Regions from separate parts of the Gossypium hirsutum genome. Here region 2 is linked to region 1. The links are chromatin contacts, called in public Hi-C maps. All regions are on one chromosome and are shown on one strand. Each heading gives the region's core, a stretch centred on a gene start, on an enhancer-like site or on the middle of the called end of the contact. The rest is flanking DNA. Distances are from core to core; before and after follow the strand shown. Region 1 holds the start of LOC107890414 (MDIS1-interacting receptor like kinase 2). Region 2 holds the start of LOC121221115 (binding partner of ACD11 1).

Region 1 (5,075 bases), core at 1,945-4,444:
GAATTCTTGAGACACTAATTTCATTGTTGGTCGAGCTTTGGGTCTAGGTCGTAAGCATGCAAAAGCAATGAAAGCAATAAAAGCGATGTCTCCTGCCATTTTTTGACTTCTCGGGGTTGATAATCGAGGGTCCAAAATTTCATTTAGCGTGAAATTTTGGACATGAGACGACGATGATGATAGTGTTGACAATAATTCACTAGGATACTTTCCCATCAATATTTCCAATGCCAACACTCCAAAACTATAAACATCACATTTTTGGGTCACGACCAACGAATAAGCAAGTTCTGTAATTAAAACAAAAAAGAAAAGAAAAGTTAAATAGATGTTAATTATATTCTGTATTCAGCTTAGTTGCAAGTATGTTTGCATTTGAATCCTCCAACCTCGATTTAATTTTTGTAATTTATATTTGATATTTCTTAATTTTGTTTTTCCTACTTGTTTTGTTTCCTTCATTATTCTAATATGCAATTCGAAACAAATAAGCAGCAGAAACTAAGAATGGATAGAACTAAATAAAAAAGATAAGAGAGTGAAGGTGCAGAACCTGGGGCAATATATCCATACGTCCCAACAATTACAGTTCGATTAGATGAATCAGGATCAAGAAGTCTTGCAGTCCCAAAGTCAGCAATAAAAGCTTCCAATTCAGAGTTCAACAAAATGTTATTGCTTGAGATGTCTCGATGAACAATTGGAAGGTTGCAATCATGATGCATGTAAGATAGAGCATGTGCGACACCTTTGACAATGTTCACTCTTTTGGTCCAATCCAATTCCACAGCTTCATCATCAATGCTCAAGGCATAAAACAAGCTTCCATTTTCCATATATTCATAAATCAAAAACATGCAGCGATTGTGGAGACAAAATCCGTGGAGCTTGATGATGTTCTTGTGTCGTATTTCTGCTAAAAACTTGATCTCATTTCGAAAACTTGTATCGTAAGCCGGTTGCTCAGCCTCCAATTGGTGGAGCTTTTTTAAAGCAATAACTTTGCCACTTGGTAAAACTGCTCTGTAAACACTGCCATAACCACCAGTTCCAATGCAATATTTGATATCAAAATCCTCTGTGGCTTTGATGATGTCTTCAAAAGCAATCTTTCCATCAAAGTTCCAAATAGTGAATAAATCTCCATTTTTGGTTGGACTTGAATCAGATTTCAAAGTTTTAGCTCTATATCGTCGGAATAGGATGAATGTCACCAACACAAAAGTCGAGACAAAAAATAACAAAGATGGAACCAGAATAACAATAGGCAGATTGTGCTTCACATTTGGAGATGAAGGGCAAGGACGGAAGCCTTGAATGGAACCACATAAATCCTTGTTGCCTGTAAATGTCTCGGGTGCAAAATACAATAATCCATTTGGAATTTGACCCCTCAGTGAATTAAATGACAAATCGAGGTTCTCCACATAAAATGGAAATTCAGGAATCGTGCCTGTTAGATTATTCCAACTGAGATCTAAGCTTCTTAAAGAAGCTAAACTCCCAAAATGGGAAGGTATCACTCCTTGGAGAAGGTTATGGCTAAGTTCAATGTTTTGGGAATTGAGTTGAGAAGGTATATCTCCACTCAAGTTATTGTTTGCCAAAATTAAGCGTGTTAAATTTGACAAATTACCAATCTGAGTTGGAATGGATCCACTCAATTTATTGTCTGAGAGATCTAACCATTCTAAAGCCTTCAAACTCTCAATTTCATGGGGTATAGGACCTTCCAAAAGATTCGAAGCCATGGATAGACACCATAAATTGGATAAACTACCCAAATTTGGAGGGATGACACCACTAATTTGATTATGGGAGAGGTAAAGATATTCCAATTTTGTTAACTGACCTAGAGAGGAAGGGATGTGACCTGAAAGCCTATTGGAGGATAGATCCAATTCAACCAAATTCGTTAACTGGCCCAGAGAGGAAGGGATGTGACCTGAAAGCCTATTGGAGGATAGATCCAATTCAACCAAATTCGTTAACTGGCCCAGAGAGGAAGGGATGTGACCTGAAAGCCTATTGGAGGATAGATCCAATTCAACCAAATTCGTTAACTGGCCCAGAGAGGAAGGGATGTGACCTGAAAGCCTATTGGAAGATAGATCCAATTCAACCAAATTCGTTAAATGGCCCAGAGAGGAAGGGATGTGACCTAAAAGCCCATTGGAGGATAGTTTCAATTCAACCAAATTCGTTAGTCCCCCAATGTCTTCTGGAATGGATCCATTAAGTTGATTGCTTTGAAGGAACAAAGAGGAAAGATTGGTTAAGTTGCTGACAGAAGATGGGATTGGACCAACAAGACAATTGGAGGATAGATTCAATGCAACCAAATTCGTTAGTCTCCCAATATCTTTTGGAATGGATCCATCAAGTTGGTTGCTTTGAAGGAACAACGAGTCAAGATTGGTTAAGTTGCTGACAGAAGATGGGATTGGACCAATAAACCAATTGTTTGAGAGATCAAGATCAACCATTCTCTCTAGCTCTCCAATATTTGGTGGAATGGTACCACTAAGGCGGCAGTTTCTGAGGTGGAGAGTCCTTAGCTTTTTAAGGTTGACTATTTCGGAAGACGTAAAAAAAATGGGGTTACCAGACAATTTTAGAGAAACAAGATTCTCCATGTTCTGAATATCCAAGGTAGTGAAATGAAGATAGTTATAGGAAAGATCAAGCACTGCCAATTGATTGAGGTTTCCAAATGAAGAAGGTAACTCACCTCTAAGGCTATTCGAAGACAGGTTAAGGAGCTTGAGTTTCGAAAGTGCTCCTATTTGAGGTGTTATGCTCCCATTCAGACCATGGCCACTAAGATCAATATCGACGACACTTCCAGCATTGCATCGAATACCAGGCCACATACAATGGTTTCCAACTCTTTTATAATTACTCCACCACCCCGTTTCCCTCAACGCTTTTGCTTCTGCTGCCAGCCATTGAGAATCATAGTTTGTTGCTCTTGTAATTGCACTAGTGATTACAATTACAGAGAGTAAAAGGAAGGTAGGGATACAAGCGTAAGAGTAGGATTTCATAGCTATGAAGTTGAGGACTCCAATTCTCAAACTTGAGCTTATTTAAGTACACATAAAACAGATTTAATTTGATTGGATATATATTAATTTCAAAGTCTTTAGGCATTGTCTAACACAAATTGATTAATATTATGCTATGTACTTGTCTTCGTCTCTTAGAAGTAAACTGGAAGTTATAGCAAATGATGTGTTTTTCTTTGTTGAAGCTTCTAAGAAGGTGATAAGTGAATAAAATGTGAAGCTTTTTTATTTACTAATACCACTCCATAAAGCGATGTCAGATTGGAACAACCAATTTGTTTGTTGAAATATTTAAACTCACAAGATTTTTCAAATTTCCAGCAACTGCTGGCATAGGACCTGTAATTAAATCATAAAGGAGTATATCATATCTCTTAATTATTTTGGTCAGTCAATTGTTAAACTTTTTTTACATTTTAATTATTTAAAATTTTGGAATTAAATATTTTAGTCACTTTCTATTAGTTGTCTAACCTAAGTCTAATGTGAACATTGTTATATTGATTTAATAATAAATTTAGCCCTCTAATATTTACAAAAATTTTCATTTTAAGGCTAATTATAAAAAATTAATTTTCATTTAAAATTGTAATAGAACGTGGGAAATGCTATGTGCTAGACTGAAAGAATTGATAACACTCTATATAATCTAATATATGTCATGCACTGCAAAATTTAATTGACAATCCTATCAAAAAATACACAAAATCCCAAACGTTGGTTTTTGCTTGGATCATAGGCTAAAACCAAAAGATGGGAGGAAGACCTTGACTTCCAAACTAATCAACTTGTTTATATTGTTTTTTTTTAATCACATTAATGTTAAGAGTTGTAATTGATTTGTTGAAACCAAATTAGTAATATATTTTAGTCGAGTTTTATATTTTTGAAAAACATTCAAAACTGATATTACAAAGACTTATGAAATCGACTCTTATATTATTTTTAGAAAAAATATTACTAAATATACTGTAAAATTTTATTTTTCAGACTTAATTCAAAATTCTCAGTTCATTTAAATTATTTTCAAAATGAAAATTGTAAAAGTAAATTATATTCTTAATTTTTTATTTTCTTATAATAAAAAAGTCATGTCAAGAAAAAAGAGGTAAAAAATAGAGAACCAATAATTTTGATTAATATTTTTTTCTTTGTTATTTTAAAGGATGAGTATTGAATATTTCTATATAGATAATACAAAGGGAAATTTTGAAGAGTTTAAAAACAACCTTTCCTCCATTTTCTCTCACTCTATTTATTTTTTATTTTTATTCACTTCTATATGATTTTTTAATTTTTTGAATTTTCTAAGTTTTTTAAAACAATTTCAATTTTTAATCATTTTAAATATAATCAGGATCAAATTGATAGAAAACATAAAATCTGACGATTAAATTATTATTAACCAAATTTTGACAAAAAAAATCCTAAACCCAAACATATTTTATAATTACTTAATTTTAAAATGCTTAGTTATATAACACTTTTTTGGTATATGTGAAACTCATTTTTTTACTAACTAAATAAATGAGAGTAATCAAATAAATTGATTTTTATGTAGATTGAAGCACAAATTACAAGACTTAAATTCCATCAAGGGCTCCATCTTAGAAGTGCGAGCATAATTTCCATGCTTATGCCAACATTAACTTACTCAGTCAAGAGTGTAATATGTTGACAATAATGGTTAATTGTTTCTATCAAGTTTCGAGGAATGCTGCTTGTGAAGACAATAATGGTTTCCGCGTGGGTCATAGGCTTCCCATGGCAACCCATAACGACTGGGCTAAAACCAAAATATACAAGGAAGACCTTCACTTCTTAAGCAATACACTTGCTTAAATTCACTTCCATCTTCATCTTTATCCAAGCACCAATTTCTTGGCTAGTGCTCCATCACCCTTTTCTAATTTTAATTTTTTTCCTTCCAATTTCTTTTAAAACAAAAACTAAACTCATTAAAATTGAAAGAAAAAATTCATTAATTCATTCCATGAATGGGATCAT
Region 2 (5,296 bases), core at 346-2,845, 270 kb after region 1:
AGAAACAAGTTTACAAAGCTTATTGTGCAAAAATTCAATCTTTTATTTGTAATTCTCATATTACCCTTGTACACACTTGAGGTTTCATTCTCTTTCATTATTTTAAATGTTTTAATTTATTCGAGTAAGCTTGAATAATTTTATATCAACCTTTAAGAGGTACTCCTTGTTTCAATTTCACTTCTCAAATTAGTGAGAGGTTACTTGAAGTTCTGGGTAGAAAACTTTAAAAGGGGAATGGCTTTATCGTATTACTTAAAAGATGGTGTTATAAAGGTTAAGCATTATCCTTAAAAGGTTTGAAATTAGTGGACTTGGAAAATCTTTAATTGTAAAAAGTTAAGCTAGTGGATGTAGACAATTGAGATCAAACTACTTTAAATCATTGTGTCAATTTTTATTTGCCATCTTTCCTCAAAATTTTAATCACCAATTCGACTCTCCTCTTAATGCATTTGAGCTTTACAATTGGTTCAGCTCCTCCAAGAAAAATGTACCTAATTAAGCTCTTAGATGTTAAAAATCCATTAATTAATCTCTTTCACCAACGATTTTTTCCGTTGACTATAAAGGAAAAAAAATGTATGGGCCAAATAGATAAAAATTAAAAATTTTAGAGCTAAATTTTTTGTTATGCCTAATTTTAAAATAGAGTTAACATATACTATTCTTAAAATATTACCATTTGTAAAGATATGATTATCTGAATTTTTTATGTAAAAGGAAATTCTAAAAAAGTTAGTGGTAAGAAAGGGAAATAGAGAAAAATGTAGGGGCTTTAGGTTAAATTTGACATTTTAGATGTATTTAAACGGTAGCGTTTAACTGGCATCAGTTACGGGGCCAAAACTAGATTCCCGGCCAATGGAGTAGCGGAAATCCGGCAACGTGGCTTAAATGGTCATTTTACTCAACCAATTAGGGGAGAGATCGTTAACGCTCCTTTATAAAGGAAATGATTTCACGCGCCATTTAAAGAAATAACAAAGTTATTAGTTTAAAGTCATATATAATAATAATAATAATAATAAATATAGATTATAAATTTCATTCAAGCAACGTATTCCTATAAATTTCTTTTGCTCTAAACAAAGAAAAAAAAGTCATTTACAAAATATTATACTCAATATTTATTTTCCAATAAATTATGCACGATTAATAAATCAAATAAACAAATCATTAAAAATGAATGTAAATTTTGTATAAAAATAGAACATGTATGTAATTTATTTTTATTTTTATTTAAAATTTGAGTTATTGACTTATACATTATTGTGCATCAAATATAAATGATAAAAGTATTATAAAGATCCTTGTACCAGTGTCACAGGGTCTATGACACTAGGAATTATATTACATTTTGTCTTCACTATTTCAAAAATAAAACAAATTAGTCTTTATACATTAGATCAAAGAGCAAATTGGTCATTTTTTATCCTTATATATCAAAATGAGATATAATTATACCACGTGTAATTATCTAATTATTCCATCAATCACAGAAGTTTTTAACAAATAAGGTATAAAGATAAATTTACCCTTTTTTTTAGTAAAAGTTAAAATGCAAACAAAATTTCTTTGTTGAAATGCACGCTCCATTAGTGAGAGTGGGGGTTTTATAGCTATCTGGAAAGATCAGCATGCCAGTGTTTATGTTGGTTAGTTGTCTCTATCTCTCTTTCCCCTTCTTTCCCATGCTTAAGCTCTTAATCATCTGATTCATCATCATCAACAACTAAAAAACAGGTATGTAAATGTATCATAATTTTTATAAAGCTTCAATCTTTTCTCAATTTTCCTTCTTTTCTAGCAAATTCAGTGATACCCAGTTTTTTTTTTCACCTTATTTGATCAGTTTTTCCTTTACTTTCTTGAATGCATTAAGGGTTTTAATGAATTCAGTTTTCCTTTTTTTTACTTTCTGGGTTTTCAATAAGTTTCACTTATTTCAAGAATCTCAATGAATACATGCTTGCCAAATAATTAGTGTCAAGCTGACCTTTAATTGATATTTGGTGGACAAAGTTGGTTCTATCACTCATTAATTGCCCCCATTGTTGATACCCCATGATATTTTTTTCTTTCATCAAGCGTAAAGGAAGCTTGAAAATGGATTTTTTTCTTATATAGTTAGGTATTTATCAGTATTCTTTATTGTAGGTTGAACCCTTTTTTGAACTTTAGCCAAAAGTTCGATAATCTTGCTTAAAGTTTACATTGTTTACAATGAAAGCCAATTTAAAGTTTTCACTTTGGAGGATTATATGGGCTATGGCTGTCCCTAAAACTCATCCCCTTTTTACTTTTGACTTGAACTAAGATTAATTGGGGTGTATTCAAGCAGATCTTGGAGTAGATTAAGGCACCTTACTTGGGATTACTGAGTTTGGTAAAATAGCTTTGGCATCTTTAATTATGTTAATGTTGAAATAAGGCTAATCAATGCTAGAAAATCAGCAACCATATTAGTATTTTTCATTTGACTTTAGAAGAACCCATGAATTTTTGGCTTTCATTTTATACCTATGAAACGATCTATCGATGAGAGAGCTTGGCTGTTATGACCACTGAGAACTGTTTACCTCAAAATCATCCATAAGTATCCTTGTACCTTGGGATTGCTGTGGTTTCGGAATTATAAAGTATTGAATGAACAATGATGATATCTGCATTATCAAGCTACTTCTATGTGTGCTTCTAAAATTTTATTTAAATACCTTTAAATAGGTTCTTTTTTGGCTGATTTTATCTCAGTTTAAGACAATGTACCCTGGAGGTTACACGGCTGAAATTACGAGCTTATCTCCAAAAGCTACCGAGAAGGATCTTTGTGACTTTTTCGCATACTGTGGTGCAATTGTGCATATTGAAATTATCAGGTATCTGTTGCTTCTCTGTTTCTGGTTTTGGACTAAACCCCAAAAATCACTCTCTATGATGTTGTATGTTCATGATTTTTTTCATATTTGTTGTGCATTTGCAAATTTGTTGTTGAGGGGGGAAAAGAGTCAAAAGCTACAAAATCTTTTGCTTGAAATGATTTCTTGTTGGATAATTGGTAATCTCAATCTCGGTTTTTGTGGAAAATCAATGTTTTTGAGTAGAATTTCTCTCATCCGTACAAATGTACTTAGCAGCAAGTTCCTTTATGGTGACAAGTTTCTTGAATCAAGGAAGATTTTACGTTCAAGTTGTTTAATTTTACTTATTGTTTGTCAACTCCTTTAGGAAAAATGTCAAAAGCGAGGGCTCTTTTTGTCTGAAATGCTTTCTTGTTTGGTACTTGATATTTCTGATGCTATTAATGAATATGATTCTTAATTCTGTACGAATTTACTGCAAGTTCCATTTTTCCATGCTTGTGACATATTTCTTGAGCTAATGAGTGCTTACAAATTTACTTTTTCTTTGAGGGCTAAAAGAAAAAGACAAAAGCTAAGAAGTCTTTTGTCTGAACTGATTTCTTGTTGGATCATTGATAATCTTAATCTTGTTTGTTTATGGAAAATCAATGTTTTTTTATGATCAAGCTGTTTAATTTTACTTATTGTACTTATTTTAGGAAAAGTCAGAAGCAAGAGTTCTTTTGTCTGAAATGCTTTATTATGAGATACTTGGTATCTACGACCTGATTAAATGTGGACACAAGTCTCTTTAACAGCATCTGCTTAGATACATGCATCTGATTCCGGTAAAAGTATCATAGAGGCTTTTGTATTAGGAGTTGGATTGCATTTTGCCCCCTCTACTCAAAAAAAAGGGCAAATTAGTCCGGGTATGTTAGATCAAAAAAACAAATTGATCATTCTGTTAAAAGTTCCATCTATTTCTATTGTTAAAAACTGGTTCTAGCACGTCACCATGAGGTACATGTGGCATGCCACATGTCACTGATTATTCCATTAGCCAAGCTAGTTTTTAATAGTACAAATGGATGAAATTTTTAACAAAAATGGCCAATTTACTCTTTGATCTAACGTACAGAGACTAATTACCTTATTTTTTTTTTAGTAGAGGGGGCAAAAAGCAATTGGACTCTTAGTATAGGGGCCTTCATGTTACTTTTGCCATCTTATTCCATATTCTGTACAAATTTACAGCAAGTACGATTTTTTTCTTGCATGTGACATATTTCTTGAGCTAATGAGCCTTTGCAATAATCGAGATGTTGATCAAATCTGGACATAGCTGTTAGCGCCTCAGTAGATGCTCTTGCATCACTTTATTATATAACCTTATTGCGTAGGTACACCTTAGTATAGTGAGGAATATTAGCTTTTCCTTGATCACTCTTTTGAACCTCTTGTGCCTGATTTCTTTGATTCCATTACCAAGAAATTCATGCTGTATTATGACAAGAGCTGCTTTCTTAAACAGATGTGGCGAATATGCATGTACAGCTTATGTGACATTTAAAGATGCCTATTCGCTCGAAACTGCTGTCTTACTCAGTGTAAGGCTCTAACTTGTACTTACAGAGAAATTAACTTTCATTCCATTTATAAAAGAAAAAGAAATCGTGTGTTCTTTTAGCTACTTGGATGGTTCTAACCATTAGCATTGCTCGGTATGTTTTGATTTTGAAATGCAACCATAACATCCTTTTTGCATTAATATGGCATGACTTATGAGTATCAGTTTACGTAATTGAATAAATTGCTTTCCCTGTAAGGCTGCCACTCAGTCGTATAAGATCTGCCGCTTCCACTTCTTGCGACTTAAGCCTATAAGGTGAAAACTGGTAATAGGGATGCCCCTCGATCGGAAAATAAAAAGTTGGTCAATTTAAACTTTTAATTTGAAAATTGAGATTGACAGTAAGTTAAGATAGACTCTTAATCTTGATCTTTAGCAATGGAACTTTATGCATCTTGGCTTCTCGATTTTTTAGTTATTATAACTCTCATTACTGCCTGAACTTTGATTCTTCAGGGAGCTACAATTGGTGATCAATCCGTATGCATATCAAAGTGGGGTTCGTATGGTGATGATTCATATCCTTGGGATAGTTCTACATGGAAGACTGAAGAGGATACTAGCTCATCGGTATGTATCGGTTTCTTTAATAAGAAGAGCAAGTCGTTTGCTTGGTTTCAATACCCTTCTAAACACATGTTACCAATCAGACTCTCGGCAAGAGATTTGAATATGTGTGTGATTTTAAACCGCTGATTATATCTCCGCAGGTTACTCATATGCACCAATTTGTTTCTAGTCCTGGAGAAGCGGTGACTGTTGTCAAAACAATGCTAGCCAAGGGATATGTTTTAGGCAAAGATGCTCTTATCAAGGCCAA

The links. Hi-C and Micro-C count contacts between places; a contact is called where the count stands out from the background.
Region 2: a contact with region 1 is called in a Hi-C map of leaf, with 1.6 times the contacts expected there. The contact joins the promoter of LOC121221115 here to the promoter of LOC107890414 in region 1. A contact is called at or near these places in 2 of 34 Hi-C or Micro-C datasets (both in leaf).

What each region holds. Positions count from the first base shown.
Region 1 is chrD09:5,909,159-5,914,233 of Gossypium_hirsutum_v2.1, forward strand. It overlaps LOC107890414 (MDIS1-interacting receptor like kinase 2), which reads right to left and starts at 3,195. Exons shown (of 2, transcript XM_016814830.2): 1 at 554-3,195; 2 at 1-290. The coding sequence starts at 3,047.
Region 2 is chrD09:6,176,373-6,181,668 of Gossypium_hirsutum_v2.1, forward strand. It overlaps LOC121221115 (binding partner of ACD11 1), which reads left to right and starts at 1,596. Exons shown (of 5, transcript XM_041101616.1): 1 at 1,596-1,746; 2 at 2,755-2,879; 3 at 4,378-4,453; 4 at 4,933-5,046; 5 at 5,187-5,296. The coding sequence starts at 2,764.